Regions from separate parts of the Mus musculus genome. Here region 1 is linked to region 2. A link is a contact called in public HiChIP or PLAC-seq data. All regions are on one chromosome and are shown on one strand. Each heading gives the region's core, a stretch centred on a gene start, on an enhancer-like site or on the middle of the called end of the contact. The rest is flanking DNA. Distances are from core to core; before and after follow the strand shown.

Evidence for each region. HiChIP or PLAC-seq counts read pairs in DNA pulled down with a chosen protein or histone mark.
Region 1: a contact with region 2 is called in an H3K27ac HiChIP or PLAC-seq map of microglia, with 5 times the contacts expected there. The contact joins two enhancer-like sites. A contact is called at or near these places in 2 of 115 datasets of contacts at active chromatin or transcription factors (microglia and pancreatic cancer cells).

What each region holds. Positions count from the first base shown.
Region 1 is chr10:19,519,352-19,524,744 of GRCm38.p6, forward strand. No RefSeq gene overlaps it. Among named protein-coding and RNA genes, the nearest start is that of Gm33104, 35 kb to the left of the region's middle. Within about 2 kb of position 3,055, at least 79 of the 459 cell types and tissues checked have an H3K27ac peak or open chromatin away from gene starts, as enhancers often do. A contact at or near this core is called in microglia, where this site is marked.
Region 2 is chr10:19,065,996-19,071,959 of GRCm38.p6, forward strand. It overlaps Gm51814 (predicted gene, 51814), which reads left to right. Exons shown (of 4, transcript NR_168594.1): 4 at 3,211-3,364. Among named protein-coding and RNA genes, the nearest start is that of Gm51814, 6.2 kb to the left of the region's middle. Within about 2 kb of position 2,601, at least 55 of the 459 cell types and tissues checked have an H3K27ac peak or open chromatin away from gene starts, as enhancers often do. A contact at or near this core is called in microglia, where this site is marked.

The DNA of each region.
Region 1 (5,393 bases), core at 1,805-4,304, 450 kb after region 2:
AATCCAATATAATGGACGAAAGTCATATGCAATCATGGACTGTATAGGCTATACACAGTTATTGAGCACTTTGTATTTCCCTCTTTGTTTATATGAAAGTTGGTGTTATGAGGTTGCGGGTATGTCTCAGTGTCAGAGTGTGTGCTGAGTATGGAGAAAGTTCACTGAGGGTGGGAACAAAAGTGTTAACACTGTGACATATTATAAAGTGCATCTTTTATCACATTTATTTAGTGTGTGTGTGTGTGTGTGTGTGTGTGCATGTAAGTGTTTTATATTTTCCAAGTGAAACACAAAAGGAGTTAAATAAAAAACATGTAGAAACAGTAATGTTTGAGGCAAGATTTCTAGGAGGAGATTACTGTGAAAGATTTTAGAGTCATAAATTTTATACATTTTAGAAAATTCTAAGAAATCTACCAAAATAATCAACTGACATAAATCAATGACCAAATGAGTAACAAGATCATGTAAAAAAAAATGAATTATACCAGATACCTTCAAATTATGATTACTGTAAGTTCCTGGTAGGTATAAGGACAAATTAGGCCACAACCATATTTGAACATATACCAGATGTCTTATTTACAAGTCTGCTTGAACTAGTTTGTGTATATAATGAAATAAAGCAAATTATTGTATGTTGTAATACTGGTTTTACTGCCAGTTGTAAATACTGTTTTTTTCAGGTAAAGAAAGAACAAGAAAAACAATCAGGTTAGTAAAAACCCTGTAATGTAATTTCATTTAAAGGTATTACTATAGGAGCTGGAGAGGTACCTCAGTGGTTAAGAGCACTGGCTGCTCTTCCAGAGGTCCCAGGTTCTATTCCCAGCATCCACAGGGAAGCTTACAATTGTCTATAACCAGAGTTCCCAGGGATCCAGTGCCCTCATTTGGTCTCTATAAATACTACCTGTGTGCAGCACACAGACATACATAGGAACAAAACATACATACACATAAAAATTTAAATATTGCTGTGGTCTCTGAAAAATGCTTATATTTAAGGATATGTATTTTTTCACCTATGCCAACTGCACAACTTAAAAAAAAAAGGTAACAATATAATAGCAGCAACATGTGTAGTGCCTAAATCATGTCTTCAAAAATAATTTCCTGTATAAAGAACTGTTTCCCTACAGCGATAGCTGGTTTCAGACCAAAGGCAAGTCATACAACCATGACCTCTTTTTCCAGAAGTCAAGGAAAATACCTACAGAATACAGAAACCCACTGGAAGCAGGCTCGGTGACCACATGACTTGACAGTGGAACTTGGGGAAGGGATGGGTGCAACAAACTATAATATATTGGGTATATAAAACCCATACGCTGGGGCTGGAGAGATGGCTCAGCGGTTAATAGCACTTCCTGCTTTCCAGGGGACCCACGTTCAATTCCCAGCACCACATCTGGCAGCTCGCAACCGCTGTCACTCCACCTCTCGGAGAGATTTGCTGCTCTCCTTAGACCCCCCTGAGCACCTTAATACATATGGGGTGCATTCCCAGAAATGCACACATATACATAACTAAAAATAAATACATAGCGTCACCTCTATGCTCATAGACCTACTTTGTAAAGTGGAGAAAGAAAACTATTTTATTCTTCACCATTAGAGGAAGCGAGAGTCACAGCTCCTTGTACTGACTGGTATGAAAATGTTCGGTATTAAACCTGTTTTTCTTGAATAGAACCAAGTAGCCCTGCTTGATAAAGGAACGGTCATTCCAAATTATTAGTTATTCTGCAAAGCCAGTTTCCAAGCCTAAGGAATGACAGAGTCAGAAAACAGCCATGCGATAGAAAAGCCAACATTTTTCTCAGTTAGGTAAACAGCCAGACAACAATCAACACCACTGACATCATCAGCTGGAAGTGTGAGAGAGCCGGGATATTAAAAGAAAAGCTTCCATGAATCCAAGAACTGCTATTTTCCACGAATGATTCAGGATGCTACCAGGACCAGCCACCAATTCAAGAACTGGAACAAACAGAACATAAAATCTTTCCAACTTATGTTCAGGGCAGAAGTAGGTGGCTGTTAAACAGTGCTGACACCATGAAGCAGCAATCAAATCCAGGATTTGTTTTTAATCAACTGGAAGGAAAAATAGCAAGAGAGCATGTGGCTGTTGTATGGACATCTGAATTGGAGAAAACCCACCTTTAAGAAGGACATTTATTAAACATTCCAGAAACTTCAAATATGAGCTAGGTACTAAAGGATAGGGGTGAACTGTTGCCACTTATGTGTGATAACAGTAAATGGTTAGAATCCCTTCTCAGAGATGCACTAAACACAAAGTGTGGAAGAGCAGTGTGCATGGAATTTGCTTTTAAATATGCAGGAGAAAAAATAGAAAGAGGAGGAAGGAGGAAGAAGAGGAGGAGGAGGAAGAAGAGGAGGAGGAGGAGGAAATGTAGAGAGTAGGCACCATGCCAATCATCAACACCAGAGTGAAGGCACCAGGTTTATTACACTGAATCTCCGTCTGTGTGTGTCTAAACTAAAAGCATTTTACAAGAACTATAAACTTTTGCGTGAATTTTAAAGGAAACCACAGGACAGCTAACATGGCTCAGTGTGTAGAGGCGCTTGCTGTGAAGTCTGACGATTTAAGTTCAGTCTCTGGAACACATATGGTGGAAGGAGAGAATCAATCAACTCTTGTAGATTTTACACACACACACACACACACACACAGAGACAGAGACAGAGAGACAGAGACCAAGACAGAGTGACACAGACAGAGACAGAGACAGACACAGAAAGAAGAGAGACAGACACAGACACAGAGAAAGACAGAGAGAAGAGAGAGACATGAGCACAGAGAGAGAGAGAGAAAGAGGTAAATGTAGTTAGAAACCAAAACCAAACCAGAAACACTGTCCCAAAGGAAAGTGCCGAGTTAAGAGGACAAAAAAGAAAAAGTCAAAGCCGAGGGCTCCCTGCTTGTTGCCTGTGCCCAGCTTCCTCTGAGTGAGACTTCTAAAGGAGGAAATTATGCCAAGTCAAAGGCATTTAATGCTTAGCCTGGGAAGCCAGTTCTTCCTCAAAGAAACAAAACCACAGTGTGACAGACAGAACACATTGCTCTTGTGTGGTTTGCCAGACATATCTGTAATTTGTGTCTTTTTCTCTCTCAGGATCTCCCAAGACAGCTGAGCCCTGATACAGTACTTCTCTCCTCCTTGCTTCCCTCCAAACTCTCTACACAGCACTTGATATAAAATCTTAAATGTGCCTCTCTCCAGAGGACCTCAGCTCTCCCAGCGCTGACTGACTTTCAACACTCTGTCGGCTCCTAACATTTGCCATTGAGACCTGACTGTGGTGGCTAATCGTCATTGTGGATGTGACTGGATTTGGAATCGCCAGGTGACACATCTGTTAACCAGGCCTGGGAGGATGTCCAACCTGAAGAAAGTGCATGCAACTGCGGGCAACACCATCCTGTGAGCTAGGATGTAAAGATGGCACCAACATTCTTCTCTACTTGCTGACCACAGACACAAGTGGCATGGGAAGATCCTGTTAGTGACTCTCCACACTGATGGACTGTGTTCCCAATAAAGGCTTCCTTCTCTCCACACTGATGGACTGTGTTCCCAATAAAGCCTTCCTTCTCTAAGTGGCTTTTGGGAGCCACTTTGTTACATCTATGAGAAGAGAAACTAACACACGATCATATTCACACACTGTACTACTGCATCCCGCAGACTTGCTGGTTCCCCACAAGGCTTTCAATACCCCAAATCCCCACACTTAACATCTTTATTAAGATTGGGAAGATTTTCTGAAATAATACATTCATTTGCTGGTTTTATGGAGCAGATGATATTATGGTGTGGTGGTTTGAACAGGAATGGCCCCCACAGGCTCATATACTTGAATGCTTAATCATTAGGGTGTGGATTCCAATGGATTAGGAGATGAGGCTTTGTTGGAGCAGATGAGGCCTCCTTGGAGGAACTGTGTCACTGGTGTGGGCTTTGGGATTTCAAACGCTCAAGCCAAGCCCAGTGTCTTTCTCCTGCCTGCTGCCTGCTGATCTGGTTGTAGAACTCTCAGCTCCTCCAGGACCATGTCTACCAATGTGTCACCATGCTTCCTGCAATGCTGATAATATACCAGACTTCTGAAACTGTAAGCAAGTCCCCAGTTAAATGCTTTCTTTCCTTTATAAGAGTTGCCATGGTCACGGCGTCTCTACACAGCAATAGAATACTTGCTAAGACATATGGCAACCCTATCTATCCAGACCTGACTTTCTGTAGTCTCATCCTACCTGTGGTCCAAAAAGAAAATATTAAACAGGAAAATCCAGAGATAATTCATGTCTTAAAGCACATACTATTAAAATTAGGCATGATGAGGGTTCACTCCATCTTGTTCTTGCCAACCCATGTGCCTATGTGTATTGTGTACGTATGGGGGATGAAAGAATGGATGGAATTTTAGACATTCATGGTGGGGAGCATTGGGATTTATTTTTTGTGGATAAAGGTAGACAACTGTTCTTGTCAGTAAGATTTCCAAGCCTCTTTCTTATGTATTATGGAGTGCCATCCAGAGAGGAGCATTCAGATTCAGATTTAAGTCAATAGAAAGCCCCCCCCCTTTTTTTTCCTGCCTGTGACTACACTGGGTGTTTGGGATCCCAGTGTAGCCCAGAGCCTTTCTCAGGGTGAGTTTTGAAGAATTAAAAACTGTATCCTGTGTGGACATACCTCAGTTAACAAGAACAGGTATCCATATGCACAAGCACGAAGGCCCAAAAATATAGAGTTTATGAGCATTTACGGTTTCAGAGGGACAATGGCATCATCATTGTAGACAGCATGGTACGATAGGAACATCAACTTGAGAACTCAAGATTGTAAAGCACAAAGCAGAGATGGGAGGTGGGGGGAGAGGGGGAGGAGGATAGGGGAGGAGAGAGGGGGAGGGGGAGGGAGAACTAGAAATGTTTCGAGCAGATCCTACCTTCAGTGACACACTTACTTCAGTCAGCCCATGCAGGAGAAAATGCAGGCATTACCTGGTGGCCAGCTTACATGGTGGCACACTGGCCTTCTAAATAAGAAGCAAGGCTCAGCGTGCTGCTGCAGTCAGAACACTGGATTCTGAAGTAGAGCAGCTGATCGCTGGCCTGCAGACAAGTCTGCACTCCCCACGTCTGCTTTGATATGCTTCTTAGGCCTAGGGACCCTGGAGGTCTGAATGCCCACCGTCCAAGCTGAGGTAATGCACTAATCAGTCAGTTGATAGGCTTGCACTATGTAAGTGGTTGTTTATACATAATAAAGCAGACACTGTTCCCTGAAAAAAAAAAAAAAAAAGAAAACAAAAACAAAAACGAAAAACCAAGGTCAGTATGTTTAGAT
Region 2 (5,964 bases), core at 1,351-3,850:
TGCAGAGATAAACTTGCCCCTGCCTGCTAAGTGCTGGGATTAAAAGTGTACATGCACCATCATGCCTGTGGTATTTGGGCTTTTGAGATAATGCTATGTGAACCCAGGCTGGTCTTAAAATTGCTATAACCTTGAACTTCTTATTCTCTTGCCTCCTTAACCCTGGGGTTACATGTGTGCAGAGCCACACCTGGTTACATGTGTGCAGAACCACACCTGGCCTTAAATGGGGCTGTTTTAAGACTATTTCCACAACCTTCCCCAAAAATGAGGATCAGTGATATTCATTTACTTAGGGTTATACGTATGTATGTATGTACATATGAGTGTGTGTGTGTGTGTGTGTGTGTGTGTGTACATTTGTGTCCCAGGATGGCCTCAAATCTAGTCATCTTCCTGCCTTGGCTCAAAAGTGCAGGAATTCATAAGTAAGATCTAAGGCTGGATATATGTTTTAGAATAATTCAGTTCAACCTTCACTTGAAACTCAAAAACTCTCTCCCACCTAAATTGTACATAAGTCTAATTAATATTCATTTTGTTGACTTTAAAAACTCCGTTAAAATTTCTGCCCCTGAATATGTGTTAGGAAGTAGGCTACAAATATTGCAAATGTTTCACATCTAAGCCTTAATAGATAAGTAGCCGAGACACCTCTGACTCATCCTAGCCGAAATAAAGGAGGGCTTTCTCTAGCTCCTCCCTCCTCCCCCATCTCCATCTCCCTAGCTTTTCTTTGCTGTTCCTCTCCTTCCCAAAATAGTCATCATCTTTCAAGATGCTTCTGCCAAGTTCTTCATGATTATCACCTTTGTCCTGTTTCCTTCTCTATGAAAGCAGGGTTTCTTGTCCACTGAATTTACTAATGTAGTCCAATATCTGTCCCCTAAGTAGGTACTTGGTCAGTATTACTGAACTCAGTTTAGTCATCTGATGGCCACATGAAGTGCATGGTTTTGGGGAGCTGAGTCCTTTGGTGAACTGATACCATCAAGGACCTGGTTCTTCAGCTCTAAACTTTGTGGTTTTTTTTGGTGTTGACTTACTCCTAAGTCATACTTCCTTTGCAGTTCCTAGCTGCCTCTTACTCTTTATCTTGTTAGTCAATATGGTAGAAGGGACATAGGGACTTTATCTTACATTCCAAACAAATAGCTTGAGACTAACTCCATTACAGCCACGATAGCATGAGGTACGTAATGTACTGATGGCTTACGATAACTGAGATACAATCACATGGAGCCCTGAACAGGAAAGAGAAACATAGAAAATACATGTTTACTTCACTCGTCGAGAACCAAGAGGAAGGTTGATGGTGATAAGCAACAAGAATCTCTTCCATTCTATCTTTATTTCAAGCAGTTAGGCACAAATATGGGTTATGCTCATTGGGCAAATATGAGATCTCCTAAGGATCAGAGAAGTCATCTCTTAAAAAGATTCAGGAAACCAACAGTATGCTGACCTCAAAGAAACTGGTGTCACTCTGCTTGTTCTGTTGGGGTGATTTTCTGGGGAGTTAAAAAACTAAGCAGCCATTCACTTCTTAGTTCTTTCTCTGTACAGAACACACCAGACATTGATACTTCTGTGTCTCTGGAGGCTTATTTCAAGTCCCAGAAACAAGCCCAGTGTCCTTAAGCTGTGGAATGGGGTGCCTCCCCTGCCCTTCCTCAGCCCTGTATTGCTCTTACTAACCTAGAAACAACCCCAATCGAATCCTCATTGGATTTGTAGCACAATGTCAGGGACAGCCTACATAAGAGGTAGGAGGTGATACTGTTTCCTAGGTTATACACTAAATAGCCAGAACACCAGCAAGTATCATTCCCTCTGCAGAACTGAGTGGGTAGCAACAGGAGTATAAAAATAAATTGTAAAAGACCTGTTCCCACTGCTCCTCAATCTTGTGCTTAGAGGCAACTACTATTAAAATGAGCCCGTTGGCTTCCAGTCACTCTTTCTATGTAAACACACGTGTACATGTTCTTGGTCTTTCTCACACACTTTGGAATTATTTTAAAGGACTATATTGTGAACATTATTCTCTGAGTCAAGGATTATCTTTCCTCCTTTTCCTGTCAGAGGCATATTGTACTTTAACACAGTATCTTTTTGCTGATAGAAGCCTCTTGGTTGTTGGGTGCTCTTACATGTATATCCATCTATATGTTTCAAAGTATATCTGAAAACTAAGTCCTACCATTTGTAATTGCTGGACCAAACTATATGCCTTGAAATTTTCAAACACTTGGTTCTGATTGCACTTCCACTCCTAAGGGTTGGTGTGAATATTTCCTAACTCTTTGGAGTTGAGTTAAAAAGACATGATTGTTAAATCTCCTTTTAGCATTCACAGATCCCAATTCTAAGATTCTCATCTCTTCTGCACGGTGGCTTCTTGAGGCTAATTTTTATTTTAGATTATTGAAATGAGCTCTCTATTTAGTAGTGAGTCAGAAAGAGAATGTCTGAAAATGAAAAGGAAAGTGCAACTGAAAACGATCACACACTTCCTGTAACTATCAAGAGGGGTAGTGGGTCATGCCAGTAATACCACTGCAATCCCAGTACTCAGAAGCGAGAGGTTCGGGATGGACTGATTTCACATCATAAAAAAAAGAGTGAAAGTGAAAGTTGGACTGAACAGGGTCAGTGAGCACAGGTGTTTGATCTGAAAGTGTAAGTTGCTATGGAGACACAGGAATTCTCTGTAATGAATGGGGGGGGTACATTAACCCCACCCGTAACCTTTGAATCAGTTTGTGTTATCAGCTGTTTGAGTCAGAGAAGAAAGATGGCTCAACCTGCCCAATCCTTAGCTGGAGATCCTACCAGGAAAATTCAGGGTGCTGCGGAAGTTTGTAGGTGAACAGCGTGGTGGGTTTCTCCCTTTGAGTGAAGGTTGAAGTCTAGTATTTACCTTGTTCGTAGTCTAGTTCTGGGAGCTAGTTCTCTGGAGTTATACCCAATGTATAAGAAATTGCTCTCACCTTGTTGTTTTGGGAAAGTCTTGCTAGATATTTCTGATTGGTCTGATAATATGTACCCCAAAGTTAAACTTGCAACAATCCTCCTGCCTCAGTGTTGAAGTTACTGGTTTATTTCATTTTGCCTAGGTTAGTTGGTTCTGATTTAATTGAAAGTTTCATGTGCATTTTCTTTTAAATTCAGCTGATGGTGTTGATATTTCTTTCTTTCTATGAATAGCTGATTCAGCCCTAAAGACACCACCGAATTCTATCAGAAATTCAGAAATGATTAAGATGTGGAGCCTTCCTAAGTGAAAGTCAGCAGACTATCTTAGAAAAGTTCATACAAGACAATTGCTGTAACTTCGCCTTAATAAAATGTTTGAACTTTTCTATTTAATTTAATGATATTTATGGAGCCTCACCCTCTGTTCCCAAAATATCTTAACTTTTATGAAATGAGAACTTGAAGAGGCTGTGTATGCCACAAAGTCTTGGGTAAGGAATATAAAAGTAGAAATGTTTTATTCAAACAGTATAGATAAAAACACTATAAACACACATCAAAATTTCTTCACTACAGAACTGGGTGTGGTGGTCATTTCTGAAATCTCAGCATTGGAAGACTGAGGTAGGCCTATCACTGAAATTTCATGGCCAGCCAGAGTGAGACTCTGTTGGAAAAAAAATGTTTTTTTCCTTCAAAATAAGACACTGAGAATAGCATCAGGGAAACTACGATGCTGTGCACATCCTTTCCTTTTGAGGTTGAAGGGTCTGAGCGAAAGTCCTGATTGCCACACTTCTTTCTCCAACATCAACTTGTAATATTGCCCAATTCAAACATATTACAATAAAGGAGTAATAATGCATCTTATTTTGTTACTATAAATTTTGCTGTTAATATAGTGATGTATTATATTTTATTATTATTATCTTCTAAAAGCCCATTCTTTTCTAAGGAGGGACAGAAAGGGAGTGGGTTCAGTGGGAGGGGAGGTGGGGAAGAGCTTGGAGGAGGAGAGTAAGGGGAAATCATAACCATGAGCTATTATGTGAGAAAAAAAATCTATTTTCAGTAAAAGAAAGAAGTAGAAAGTGAAGTTTTATCAGAAAAAGTACGTAATGCATCCATACAGCACAAAGTGACTCATTAGACGTATGTGATCTGGAATTCAAAAGGAGCTAGTGTGACGGCAAAGGTCAAAAGTTAAAACGGCCAAGCTTCGTCATGCTAGTTCATGCTTTATCGTTTGCTTTTCTCTTTCTTTTTAAAATCTATTTTTAATTTTATTTTTTCATTTATTTATTTATTCACATTATAGATCACAGAGTGCCCCTCATCTCCTCCCAGTCCCACCCTCCCACCCCTTTCTCTCCTTCCTTCTCCCCTTCTAGTCAGAGAAGAGGAGCCCCCACCCCGTGGGTACCAACCCACCATGCTACATCAAGTCCCATCAAGACTAAGTGCATTCTCTCCCACTGAGGCCAGACAAGGTAGTACAGCCAGAGAAAAGGGAGCCAAAGGCACTTTATGGCTAATATCCACTTATATGGTCTATATGAGTACATACCATATGTGTATTTCCACTTATATGGTCTATATGAGTACATACCATATGTGTGTTTCTGGGTCTGGAGTTTTTCAATCAGGGTGATATTTTTGAGTTCCATACATTTGCCTGCAAAGTTCATGATGCCCTTGTTTATTTGCTTTTTTAAATTATTATTTTTATTTATTTTACTTTATGTATATGAGTACACTGTAGCTGTATAGATGGTTGTGAGCCTTCATGTGGTTGTTGGGAATTGACTTTTTTAGGACCTCTGCTCTGGTCAGCCCTGCTCACTCAGTCCGCGCTGGCTCTGGCCCAAAGATTTATTATTATAATTTAGTACATTGTAGCTGTCTTCAGATGCACAAGACGAGGGCATCAGATTTCATTACAGGTGGTTGTGAGCCACCGTGTGGTTGCTGAGATTTGAACTCAGGACCTACTGCTCTCTTTGGTAGAGCAGTCAGTGCTCTTAACTGCTGAGCCATCTCTCCAGCCTCAATGTCCTTGTTTTTAATACCTGAATAGTATTCCATCTTGTAAATGTACCACATTTCCTTTATCAATTCTTCAGTTGAGGGACATCTGGGATGTTTCAAGTTTCTGGCTTTTATGAATAAAGCTACCATGAACATAGTTGATCAAGTGTCTTTGTGGCGTGGTGGAGCATCTTTTAGGTATATGTCCAGGAGTGGTAGAGCTTGGTCTTGAGATAGAACTATTCCCAAATTTCTGAGAAATGGCCAGATTGATTTCCAAAGTGGTTATACAGTTGTTACCTGAGTTTTTGATCTTGACTATTCTGATGGGTATAAGAGCCACTTTGATTTCCATTTCCCTGATAACTAAGGATATTTAACATTCCTTTAAGTGTTTCTTAGCCATTAAGAGATTTGTCTGTGAAAATAGAGGGAGAAAACAAGATATTCCATAACAAAACCAAATTTAAACAATATCTGTCCGCAATCCAGCCTTACATAATATACTAGAAGGAAAATTGGGTTATTTGGGTTGTTAGTGTTTGATTTCTTGATTTCTTTATATGTTTTGGATATCAGTCCTGTGTCGGGTTGGTGAAGATCTCCTACTATATAGGCCACACTTTTATCCTTTTATCCTATTTGCCTTACAGAAACCTTTCAATTTCATGAGGTCCCATTTACTAATTGCTAATCTCAGTGCCTAAGCTGTTGGTGTTCTGTTTAAGAAGTTGTCATCTGTACATATGGGTTCAAGGCTATTCCACACTTTCTCTTCTATTAGATATACTGCACCTGGTTGAGGTATTTGATTTTCTTGGATTTGAGTTTTGTGCAGGGTGATAGATATGGATCTATGTGCATTCTTCTACACGCAGACACTCAGTTAGACCAGCACTGTTTGTTGATGATGCTTTCTGTTTCCATTGCATAGTTTTGGCTTCTTTGTTAAAAAAA